2 separate regions of the Sus scrofa genome follow, and region 1 is linked to region 2. The links are chromatin contacts, called in public Hi-C maps. All regions are on one chromosome and are shown on one strand. The core of a region is the stretch at or near the end of the contact, and the rest is flanking DNA. Distances in the headings are between cores, read along the strand shown.

What was found. Hi-C and Micro-C count contacts between places; a contact is called where the count stands out from the background.
Region 1: a Hi-C map of omental adipose tissue shows a contact between it and region 2, with 2.8 times the contacts expected there. The contact joins the promoter of FGFBP3 here to the enhancer-like site in region 2. A contact is called at or near these places in 3 of 5 promoter capture datasets (fetal liver and liver), 25 of 47 Hi-C or Micro-C datasets (adipose tissue, alveolar macrophages, blood and 14 more) and 2 of 2 datasets of contacts at active chromatin or transcription factors (alveolar macrophages and skeletal muscle).

The regions. Positions count from the first base shown.
Region 1 is chr14:103,513,361-103,519,561 of Sscrofa11.1, forward strand. It overlaps FGFBP3 (fibroblast growth factor binding protein 3), which reads right to left and starts at 4,281. Exons shown (of 2, transcript NM_001258356.1): 1 at 3,395-4,281; 2 at 2,428-2,844. The coding sequence starts at 4,166. The coding sequence ends at 3,396.
Region 2 is chr14:103,377,750-103,384,001 of Sscrofa11.1, forward strand. No RefSeq gene overlaps it. Among named protein-coding and RNA genes, the nearest start is that of TNKS2, 16 kb to the right of the region's middle. Within about 2 kb of position 1,817, at least 1 of the 83 cell types and tissues checked has an H3K27ac peak or open chromatin away from gene starts, as enhancers often do. A contact at or near this core is called in omental adipose tissue, where this site is marked.

The sequences.
Region 1 (6,201 bases), core at 3,031-5,530, 140 kb after region 2:
GAAGGATTGTACATCAAAATCCTTGAGACAAAGGATTGTCCCTAACCCTAACTGTAACCCTAACCCTAACAGATGATTCTTAACCATCTGAACCCAGACTGGAACTCCTTGAGTAAGATCATAAATCCAGTGCCTAGTAGAGATGAGTTCAGAAAAACTGAGTATAGAATGCAGGGGTGTAATTTCTTTTTTTTTTTTCCAGTCAGCGCTATGCTAAATAACCTGGGAAATACAACCAGAACAACATGGTCTAGTGCTTGGAAGAAATTCTGTCTCAGACTGAGCCGCAGATATCTTGCTACTTCTGATGCCCTTGCTGATCCCAGCTCTGACAATAAACCTGGCCATGTCCTGGCAACCTTCACTTCATTCCTAATGGCACCTGCAGGGGAAAATATCTGTGTTCCTCAGGCCCACCTTCCTCATTATTTTAGAGATTTTGATCCTATCTTCTTCCAACTGCAGTTTTGTTCATCTAACCTAAACTTCCAACTCTTTCTAGGTGTTCCAGACACACAAGCCTTCTCTATTTCCCTCTCCATTCTCGTTACCATTCTCTGAATCTTTTCTAATTCCCTAATCTTTCTTGGGTTATAACATGAAGTACTCTACACATAGAACGTGTTGATTTTCATATGTTATTATCGCTGTGTAAAACCATATATAGGATTCAAGTGCCAGCAGTGTGTTTTAGGGACCTCGGATTTAACCCTAGCCCAACTCCCTCAATGTACAGATTGAGACCGTGGGATTTAGCCTAAGTCACTCCAGAAGATGATGGTTGGATCTGTCCATTCCTCTGACACTGCAAGAAACTGGCCCCTACCAGTTCTGATTCTGTTGTGAGACAACGTTCTGGTATAGTTCCTCTTAAAGGGTAAAGGAGCCGAGACAGTAGCAACCTACACTGTGCACTTGAGCTTAGAGTTTGGCTTTCTCCTCTTTCAGAAAAGGAAGCTCATCGGACTGCCAAAGGGCATGCAGAAAGGAATTAGCAGTATAGAAAGTTAAAATCATGATTCTAGGAGTTCCCGTCATGGTGCAGTGGAAACAAATTTGACTAGGAACCACGAGGTTGCAGATTTGATCCCTGGCCTCGTTGAGTGGGTTAAGGGTCCGGCATTTCCATGAGCTGCGGTGTAGGTTGCAGATGTGGCTCGGATCTGGCATTGCTGTGGCTCTGGCGTAGGCTGGCAGCAACAGCTCCGATTAGACCCCTAGCCTAGGAACCCCCATATGCCTTGGGTGAGGCCCTAAAAGACAAGAGACAAAAAAACAAAACAAAACCCAAATCATGATTCTAGCCATTGTTCTAGAGAGCGATGTTTCATTTCTAATATCTTTTTCTTTGATACCCAAGTTTAGCTAAACTTTTTGTAGAGCATGTATAACAATCCCTATATTTAGAGTGGTCTATACCTACTCTGAGCTTCCTTTCCTTGGCAAAGATGATTTTATCAGCATCAGCCAATGGTTGACATGTGAAAAGGTATGTCTAATGTTAAATCTGATTTTACTAGAGGATTCTGAAATCTGGCTTTTTTTTTTTTTTTTTTTTTTTTTTTTTTTTTTGCTTTTTATGGCCACACATGTAGCATATGGACATTCCCAGGCTAGGGGTTGAATCTGAGCTGCAGCTGCCAGCCTACACCACAGCCACAAGATCTGAATCATGTCTTCAACTGACACCACAGCTCCCAGCAACACCATATCCTTAAACACACTGAGCAAGGCCAGGGATCGAGCCCGCATCCTAGTGGATCCTAGTCAGGTTTGTTACCATAGAGCCACAGTGGGAACTCCAGATATCTGGCTTTTTATAGGAAATTATCTAACTTTTTTCCCCTTTTTTCGCCCAGGCTGGATCAAACCTGAGCCCCAAGACCTAAACCACAGCGAAGTAATGCAGGATCTTGAACCCAATGCACCAGGGCCAGGGATCCATCTGGCACCACCACAGAGAAAAGCTGAATCATTAGCCCACTGTGCCACAGTGGGAACTCCAAAATTAACCAACTTTTAAATGCTGGCACAAATCCCAACTGGGAGGGAGAGAGGGTGGAAAAATGAAAGAGAACTACATGTAGGCCAGACAGAGAAGGGATAGGGCCCAGGGTCTGCCAGTCTGTGATTTTTTCCCTTATGCAGACTTCACAGTTCTTGTCTTTCTCCAACAATTCAAGATGTGTTTTGGAACTTCCTTCAAGGTACACTCAGAACTAGATCAAATGCAGTCAAAATTTCCATTGTCCTGGCGTTCCCACTGTGGCCCTATGGGATTGGCAGTGTCCTGGGAGCTCTGGGACACAGGTTAGATTTCTAACCCTGCAGAGTTTCGGCTGCAGCTCTGATCTGATCCCTGGCCAGGGAACTCCTGATGCCCTAGGGTGGTCAAAAGTGAAAAATAATTTTTCCATTGTCCCGTCGATTCTTTAACCATTTTATTGAGCACGTAACGTATGCAAAGTCTATCATCACATCTTATTTAAAATGAGATACGTTAGCAATTAATTACATGAAACAGATACAACTTTATAATGGTCCAACTGACTCTGAGATCTATTCTTACATTTTAGCTGTTTCAAAAAATACGATCAAATATAAAGATAATTGTCTTTTTAAAACCTACTGGAGCACTTCTATAATTCACCTCTGAATTTGGAATGTTAATGGGAAAGTTTCAGAACACCAGCCATCACTCTGTGTAAAAGCAGCACTTCTGAAAGAATTCAAAGGCAATTATCCTGAAAAATCTTTTCACTGAGTCAGTTTTGAGCTCCAAATGGCTTCTATCCCTATGGAAATCATCCGTGACACCAGACAGCACCCAAGTTCATACTAATTCTGAAAGAGAAAAATAAATTGGTGATCTTGTCAGCTGATTAGGTGAGAAGACCCTGAAGATACAACATGGCTCAGGTTATCAGTTGTTCTTGATTACATTTTAATATGTGTTAAACATTGTATCCTGCTTCCCATATGAGTAACATCATTTAAGTCAGTCTTTCCTTTTTTTTTTTTAGCTTCTCTGTACCCTCCCCTCTCCGTGTTTTGCTGAGGCTGCACATTTAAGCTATGCCTACATTTAAGATACGCCTACTTCTGTTTCCAGTATTTCTTCTGCTCTTAATCAGAGTCGAGACGTAATAATTTTTAACCTCTCTTAATAATTTTTAACTGTCTCAGAGGTCCTCCATACTTTCATCCCAGGCCTCACTATTTCCACCCTCCCCCCCAGCCCCATTCTAGAACCTGGACTCCTCCCTGCTCTCTATCCGATATCTCTGGGCCTAGGAGGTCCTTGGCTTCTGCTTACCCGCTGCGCACATACTCCCCCCCTTTCCTGTCTTCTCTATCCCCCCTTTCCCCCCCAGCCCCTTCCCAGGCCTGCAACCTCAGCCATTCCAGAAATTGACAAAGAAATTGCAGAGGGAGTGCCACTTCTCAGCACAGTAGGTCTCCGTGAGCTTCGCGTTCTCGTCCAGCCCGTCGGGATCGGGCCAGGTCCCCAGGGTCTGCTCCTCTTCTGGGTCCAAGGCCGCCTTCCTCTTGCCCCACTTGGTCTTCTTCTCCGAGGGCTTCCCTATGGGCGGCGCGCTCGGAGGAGGCGGGGCCCTGGCGCCTGGGCCGGGAGCTGGCTCCCGGGGTCGCCCCCGGCTCCTGGCCGGGAGCTTGGAATCCCGGGGGAAACCCGAGGCGATGGGGTCAGCCGGTGCGGATTCGTGGGGCACTAGGCGCAACTCGGCGCCATGGCCCTTCTTGCCCGCGCACAGGCGAGCCTTGAGAGGCGAGAGGTCGTGGCAGGGCCGCGGCTTCCTCCGTAGCCCGCCCAGCACCTGCTTCCAGTACAGCGAGCTGCGGGCAGCGTAGGCGGCGCAGCGCCACGGCTCGCCGCGGTAGGCGCACTGGTGGTGCGCCCCGTCCGGAGCCTGGCAGCGCAGCGCCAGCTCGCTGCCCGCTGAGGGCCCTGGGGCGGGCTGCAAGAGCTGCCAGCTGCACGCGTGCCTCTCGGGGCTGACGAAACGGCCGGAGGAGCCGCCCGCAGGGCCCGGGGCAGACTCGGCGGTGCTGGCGGCAGCCCTCTGGTCTCTCCTGGCAGCTGCGAGAAGGCAGCCACCCAGCAGCAGCAGAAGCGAGAGCGACCTTCGAAGCCTCAGAAGACCCATGGCTCGTTGTGCCTGCGCGCAAGTCGGCTCTCCAGGGAACCCTGGGCACTTCAGTGGTAACAGGGCCAGGAGAGCAGCATCCCTTGGACCTGGGGACAGAGGCACAAACTGCTAATGACTGAGCCGGGCGCAGCCCTAAGTCCAACACATGCACCTGCCAGTCCCCTTCCCCAGACTTCTGGGCGCTGGTTTCCATTGGGCAGCAGCACCATACGACGGGTCCCTCTGAAAAGTTTTCCTGGGAAAAAGTCAATTACTGTCTAATCTTTTTGAAACCGTTTACACGTTGAGGTTTTCTCCCCTATGCAAATACGGTAGCAAAGCGATGCCTGGTAATTACCACCTCCACACCTTCCTCCACCCCGTCCCTTCTCCATCCTCTAATAAATTATCTACATAATCATTTCAGATTATTCTTTGGGTAAATGCACTTTTACTGCACTTTGAACTTACCTAGTTCTGGGGAAGGTGGCGGGGTCTTATTAATGTGGAAGGAATAACTGCATGAAGGATTAGTCTGTTTTAGCCGGCTCCCAGTGAATGAATGTGTTATCAACAGGATAGAAGGGGCCTCCCCCTCTATGCCCCTCCCAGACTTCTCTCTTACTGGGAGATTTCCCACCATCACGCCACACACACACACACACACACACACACACACACACACACACGAAGGAGCGATGTAACATGAAATATATATCTTTTTTCTTCCAGTCTTTAAAATAATCACATGAATTTTAGCAAATCGTTCTTTTCCTTCCTTTTACATATTTTAATCATCTGAAAATAAAAGTTAAACAGAAAGATCTGTTTTAAGAGTTAGACAACCTTAAATGAAAGAAAACAATTGTCAATTGACACTATTTTTTTATCATTTGAATTCTTTATTTTCACCCGCCGAGTTCTTTATTTTCCAACTGTCTTATCCTAATCATCCTAATAACTGTTACTACTAACATAAATATAATATCTCAGTTTATAGACTCATTGTACTGTCCAGCACTTCACCCAGGGGTGAGCATTTGGTCTTTTGATTATTTTTAAGTATTCTAAGTCATTTATAAATTTCTTATATAAATCAGAAGTTTAAGAAATTCTTTTGATTATAATGCAAGGTAATATTATCAATTCAAACAGTCTTTCAGTCAAAATTAATGTGTTCTTGAATCTTGAGTATTTTACGTTTAAACAAAGCTATTTTTTACACTTTGGGATAGTACATTATCTTTTTAAAAATGTTCTCAGTGGCATTCTCGCCATGACACAGTGGAAACGAATTTGACTAGGAACCATTAGGTTGCCGGTTCCATCCCTGGTCTCGCTCAGTGGGTTAAGGATCTGGCCTTGCTGTGAGCTGTGGTGTAGGTCGCAGATGCCGCTGGAATCCCACGTTGCTGTGGCTGTGGCATAGGCCTGTGGCTACAACTCCGATTAGACCCCTAGCCTGGGAACCTCTGTATGCCATGTGTGCGGCCCTAAAAAGCAAAAAAAAAAAAAAAAAAAAAAAAAAAAAAAAAAAAAAAAAGTTCTCAGTAATAAATGTGATTTCTTTATGTCAAGAGTTTATACTTCTAATTGTTTTATACATATAAGTATTTTCCTAAAATACTTCCCAGGATGTCAAGAAGTCTCATTACATTTCCTAATGTCTTTTTGTGGACAGTATTTTCTACTACTAAACTCCCATTGGTATTGCATTCCTACAGTTACAATTTGACTACTACTATAAAAATCAAAATATTTTAGGAATTCCCGTGGTGGTGCAGGGGAAACGAATGCGACTAAGTACCATGCGACTAAGTACCCTGGCATTGCTCAGTGGGTTAAAGATCCGGCGTTGCTTGTGAGCTGTGGTGCAGGTCTCAGATGGAGCTCGGATCCTGCGTTGCTATGGCTGCGGTATAGGCCGGCAGGTGTAGCTCCGATTGGACCCCTAGCCTGGGAACCTCCATATGCCGCAAGTGCGGCCCTAAAAAGAAAAAAAAATCCAAAATATTTTAGAGTTAGAATGTATTTAAATGTGTTTTGGCACAGA
Region 2 (6,252 bases), core at 567-3,066:
CAGATGCATCTTGTATCTGGTGGTGTTATGGCTGTGGCGTAGGCTGGCAGCTGCAGCTCTGATTCAATCCCTAGCCTGAGAACTTCCATATGCTGCAGATGGGGTTGTAAAAAGAAAAAAGGAATCTTTCCCTATTCCAAATTCATGGATATATTTACTGTATGATTTCTTCTTGGAGATTTATTATTTAGCCATTTATATTTAGATATAATCCATCTGCAATTGCTTTTTGTGTATGGTGTGACATGGGAAAAAACTCATTTTTTCATATGGATATCATGTCCCAATACCATTTATTAAATAGGCCATTGCTACTATATACAGTTTCACCTTTGTCACAAATACATTCATTTGGTTCTTTCTGGACTTTCTATTCTTTTTAATTTTTCCATTTTTCTATACTTGTACCCATTATTTTCATTATTGTAACAACTAACAAGTCTTCATATCCCATAGTGTTGGTCCTTAAGCCTTGCTCTTTTTCAAGGTTCTATGGACCACACTTGGTCTTTAGCACTTCCAGATAAACTTTAGAATCAACTTGTCAGTTTCTACAGGGAGAATAAAAGCAACTGCTGGGATTGTTGTTGGAAGTGGATTAAATCAAGAACTGAATTGGGGGAAAATTGCTATCTATGGTGGCTTTATAATATGTCAACTTAGGCAAGCAAAACTTTATCTCACAATATTCCCTTCCCTGTTTGCTTTTTAGTTAGAGTGAGCCATGGGAGACTTTTTTCTCATGAGATTTAAAGGGCAGAAGTGAAGCAATGGTTGTAATTTTCATGTTCAGAATTCCAGAGCAGGTATTGCTAGACCTCCCCCACAATGCCACTTATCTCTTGGCTCCCCTTGCTGGTGTGGGAACAGCAGTCAGGCCTATAATTGCCCCAACTTCCTCTGAATCCTCTTTCAGCTTCTCTCATTCCTGGGCACCAGTATATTCTACAGGATGCCCACAACATCAGGGTTGGAGGCAGTGAGAGCTGAGCTCACTCAAGTGTCCTTGTGTGTTGCAGCTTGGCCTTGTTCTACCCATTTGATATCCATCCTCCCTTCTCCACTGCCTGCCAAAAGGATTCCAAGCTCCATCATGAGATACTAAGACAACAGCTTTACAGAGACTGTTTAACCAGCTCCTGCATTGTGTAATATCAAATTCCTATTAAAAAATCTCATGTATATACACACATATATTATACATACATGCACATGTATGTATATATATTATACATATATAACATTGTGTTATTTCTTTTTTTAATTTTATTGGAGTATCGTTGACTTACAATGTTGTATTAGTTTCAGGTATACAGCAAAGTGAATCAGATAGATAGATAGATAGGATAGATAGATTCTTTTTTCCCATATAAGTTATTACAAACTATTGAATAGATTTCCCTGTGCTATACAGGAGGTTCTTGTTAATTATCTGTTTTCAGTTTCTTTCCCTTTTTTTTTTTTTTTTTCTTGGCTGCCCCACGGCATATGGAGTTCCTAGGCCAGGGGTCAGATATGAGCTGCTGTTGCCACCTAAGCCACAGCTGCAGCAACTCCAGATCCTTAACCCACTGTGCCCACGCCAGGTATCAAACCTGCATCCCAATGCTCCAAAGATGCTGCCAATCCTGTTGTGCCACAGTGGGAGCTCTGTTAATTATCTATTTTATACAGTAGTGTGTATATGTTATTTTCATCCTCCTAATTCCTCCCTCCCCCCAGTGATTTCCCCTATGGTAACCATGAGACTGGTTTTGAAATCTTTGAGTGTCTCTGTTTGGTTTTGTTGTTGTTTTTGTTGTTGTTGTTACTGCTGCTGCTGCTGCTTTTTTGGCTTTTCAGGGCCACACCCTCAGTACATGGATGTTCCCAGGCTAGGGTTCGAATCAGAGCTGTACCCTCCAGCCGACGCCACAGCAACAACAAACCAAATCCGAGCCTACAACCTACACCACAGCTCACAGCAGTGCCGGATCCTTAACCCACTGAGCGAGGCCAGGAATAGAACCTGCAAGCTCATGGTTATTAGTCAGAATTTTTTCCGCTGTGCCATAACAGGAACTCCGTTTCTGTTTATAAATAAGTTCTTTTGCATGATTTTTATTAGGGTCCACATATTAAGTAATGTGATATAATATTTGTCTTTCTCTGTCTGACTTAGTATCATAAGCTCTAGGGCTATCCATGTTGCTGGAAATGGCATTATTTCATTCTTCTTATGGCTAAGTAATATTCCATACACACATACACACACACACACACACCCCATCTCTTCTTTATTCTTCTGTGTTTTTCGTTTGTTTGTTTGTTTTTAGGGCCACACCCACAGCATATGGAAGTTCCCAGGCTACAGGATCCAACACGGACTGCAGCTGCCAGCCTACGCCACAGCAAGAGCAATGCCAAATTCCAGCTATGTCTGTGACCTACACTGCAACTCACTACAATGCCAGATCCTTAACCTACTGAGCAAGGCCAGGGATTGGATCAGCGTCCTCATGGATACTAGTCAGGTTTTTAACGCACTGAGCCACAGGGAACTCAAATCTTTTCTTCAGTTGATGGACATTTAGGTTGATTTCATGTCTTGGCTGTTGTCAGTAATGTTTCAATGAACATTGGGGTGCATATATCTTTTCAAATTTGGGTTTTCTCTGGATAGATGTCCAGCAGTCCCACTCCTAGGCATATATTTGGAGAAAAACCATAATTCAAAAAAATATATTTAACTATTTATCTTGTCTTAGTGGTTCTGCTTTTCTGATTCATCCCTGATTGACACAACATCTTCACAAATTGGGTCTTCCAACTCAAGAACATGATGTAGTTTTATATTACTCTGATCATTTCTCTCAATAATGATTTATAGTGTTTTCATCCCCCCCCCCTTTTTTTTTTTTTTGGCTGTCCTGTGGCACGTGGAGTTCCTGGGCCAGGAATCAGATCTGAGCCACAGCTGCAACCTAAGCCACAACTGTGGCAATGCCAGATCCTCAATCCATTGTGCCAGGCTGGGGATCAAACCCACGTTCCAGCACTCCCAAGATGCCACCAATCCCATTGCACCACAGCAGGAACTCCGTGATTTAGTTTTTTGATGTGATGGTCTTGCCCATCTTTCTTTATATTTATTGCTAGAAATTTAATATTTTTGATGCATTTATAGATTTTGTTTTTTAAATTATATTTGCTATTGTTTCTAAATGGCGTACAGAAATACAAATTGACTTTTATATTTTGATCATGTATCCTGCAACCATGGTTAAATTCAGTTATTCGTTTGTTTTTTTTGTTTTTTTTTTTTTTTGTCTTTTTGCTATTTCTTGGGCCGCTCCCGCAGCATATGGAGGTTCCCAGGCTAGGGGTCCAATCGGAGCTGTAGCCACTGCCCTACGCCAGAGCCACAGCAACGCAGGATCCAAGCCACGTCTGCAACCTACACCACAGCTCATGGCAACGCCGGATCGTTAACCCACTGAGCAAGGGCAGGGATCGAACCCGCAACTTCATGGTTCCTAGTCGGATTTGTTAACCACTGCGCCACGATGGGAACTCCCAGTTATTCGTTTTAATTGTACATGGACCCTTTTGGATTTTCTACATACAAAACCATGTCGTCTGAGATTAATATGTTTCCTTCTTCCTTTTATTGCCTCTTTTGGACTGGCTAGGACCTTCATTACAGTGCTGGGTAGAAACAGTGATAGAGGAGTTCCCATTATGGTTCAACAGAAATAAATCTGACTAGCATCCATGAGGACACAGGTTCCATCCCTGGCCTCACTCAGCAGGTTAAGGATCCAGCGTTGCCATGAGCTGTTGTATAGGTGACATATGCAGCCCAGATTTGGCATTGCTATGGCTGTGGTGTAGGCCGGTTGCTACAGCTCAAATTCAACCCCTAGCCTGGAAGCCTCTTTATGCCACAGATGCAGCCCTAAAAAACAAAAAAAGAAAAAAAAGAAAAAGAAGAAGAAGAAGAAGAAGTAGAAGAAGACAAACAAACAGTGATAGAAGGTACCCTTGTCTCATTGCCCATCTGAAGAGGGTGTTTTTAAATACTCACTCTTATATATTATGTTTATTATATTTTCTTCAGGTGTTTTGGTAAATATTCTTTATCAGATAAGATAAATTTCTTCTTTTGCTAAGAGTTTTTCATCATGAATGATTGCTGCATGTTCAAATGCTTTTTTTATGTTTACTAACATGATCATATGAGTTTTTTGTTAATATGTTGACTTACAGTGATTAAATTTTATTTAAAGCCAATTTGGTCATGATTTATCGTCCTTTTTATATATTGATGGGTTCAATTTGCTAATATTTTGCCCAGACTATTTATACATCTGTTCTTCAAAGAAATTGGCTTATAATTTTCATTTCTTAAATGTCTTTTTCAAGCTCTGATACCAAAACTTATGTTAGCTTCTCAAAATAAGTTGTAAGTGTTCCATCTTTTTCTATTGGAGTTGTATAAAATTAATATTTCTTCTGTAAATATTTGGAAGAATTCACCCATAAGGCCATGTGACTGGAATACTTCTTTATGGGAAAGTTTTTAATTACACAATCAACTTATTTAGCTGGTATGAGACTATGCAACATGTTCTGTATATATCATCTTATTGTATTTTTAATATCAGATCTGTGGGAATGTCTTCTTTTTATTTATTTATTTATTTTTTGTCTTTTAGGGCCACACCTACAGCACATGGAGGTTCCCAGGTTAGGGGTCCAACTGGAGCTGTGGCCTCCCTCCTACGCCAGAGCCACAGCAACACCAAATCCAAGCCACATCTGCAACAGCTTGTGGCAATGCCAGATCCTTATCCAACTGAGAGAGGCCAGGGATCGAACCCACGTCCTCATAGATGCTCGTCGGGATTGTTAACCACTGAGCCACAACTGGAACTCCTTCTTTTTATTTCTAATACTGGAATTTTGTGCTTTCTTTCTTATTTCCCTTGACTTATCTTGCTGGAGGCCTGTAAATTTAGTCTTTTCAAAGATCCAACTTTTTGTTCTGTTTTTCTATTGAGCATTTGTTATATTTTTAATTAATTTCTGCTCTCGTTTATTTCCTTCTACTTTTATAGATTTATTTTGCTGATTTTTCCCTAATTTTTCAAGATAAATATTTATTTATTTATTTATTGGGTATAATACTATTTTATTAACACTTAAAATTTCACAGACAATGCTGGATTCTTGAAATAGACATAGGAACAGAGCTTTAATGGTGCAATGTTAAACACAGCATATATACTAACAAAATTTAAGCGATGGTATAACTATACCTCTGTACACAAGATGGGGACACGTTCTGCAAGGGGAAGAAAAACTCCGGACTCAACAGAGGTCCTTGGCTGCTGACAGAATCTCCCCTTGACTTCAGACACAAGACACACCAAAGAGTCTGTCATTTTATGAAAACCACTGACTTCAGGACCAACAGTAACAGGATTGGAAAGAACTAATTCAAGACTGTGGGAGGGCAGTATGAAATGAGCTAGGTTAGCTGGGGGCTGTTGTAGATAGAATGGTTCATGAATTCTGAAATCGCTGGTTCCCAAACGAGTTCCTGAGATGCTTTTCCCAAACAGAGAAGATGAATATTTAGATTCTTCATTTTCATCTTCCTTCTTTTTTTAACTTTTTAAAATTTTTGTTTATTTATTGTCTTTTTAGGGCCACACCCATGGCATATGGAGGTTCCCAGGCTAAGGGTCGAATCAGAGCTACAGCTGCTGGCCTACACCACAGCCACGGCAATGCCAGATCCAAGCCGAGTCTTCGACCTACTACCATAGCTCATGGCAATGCCAGATCCTTAACCCACTGAGTGAGGCCAGGGACCAAACCTGCATCTTCATGGATCCTAATTGGGTTCAATAACTGCTGAGCCACCATGACAACTCCAAGGCATGCTTTATGACCTAGCATTTGGTCAATTTTGATAAGTGTGCCACATGTACTTGAAACAAATGTGTATTATGTTGTCATGTGTAATGTTCTATGTATGGCAATTAAGTTGTTTTGTTAATCATGTTCAAACCTTCTTTATATTATTGATATTTTGTTTACTTGTTCTAACAGATATTGAGAGATCCCTGTTAAAGTGTTTCCCTATGACTGTGGATTTCCCTATTTTGCCTTTTAGTTCTGTCAAATGTTTGCTTTCTGCGCTTTGAAGCTATCTTATTGAATATATATGGATCTAAAATTGTTATATCTTCCTGAAGGAGTCAT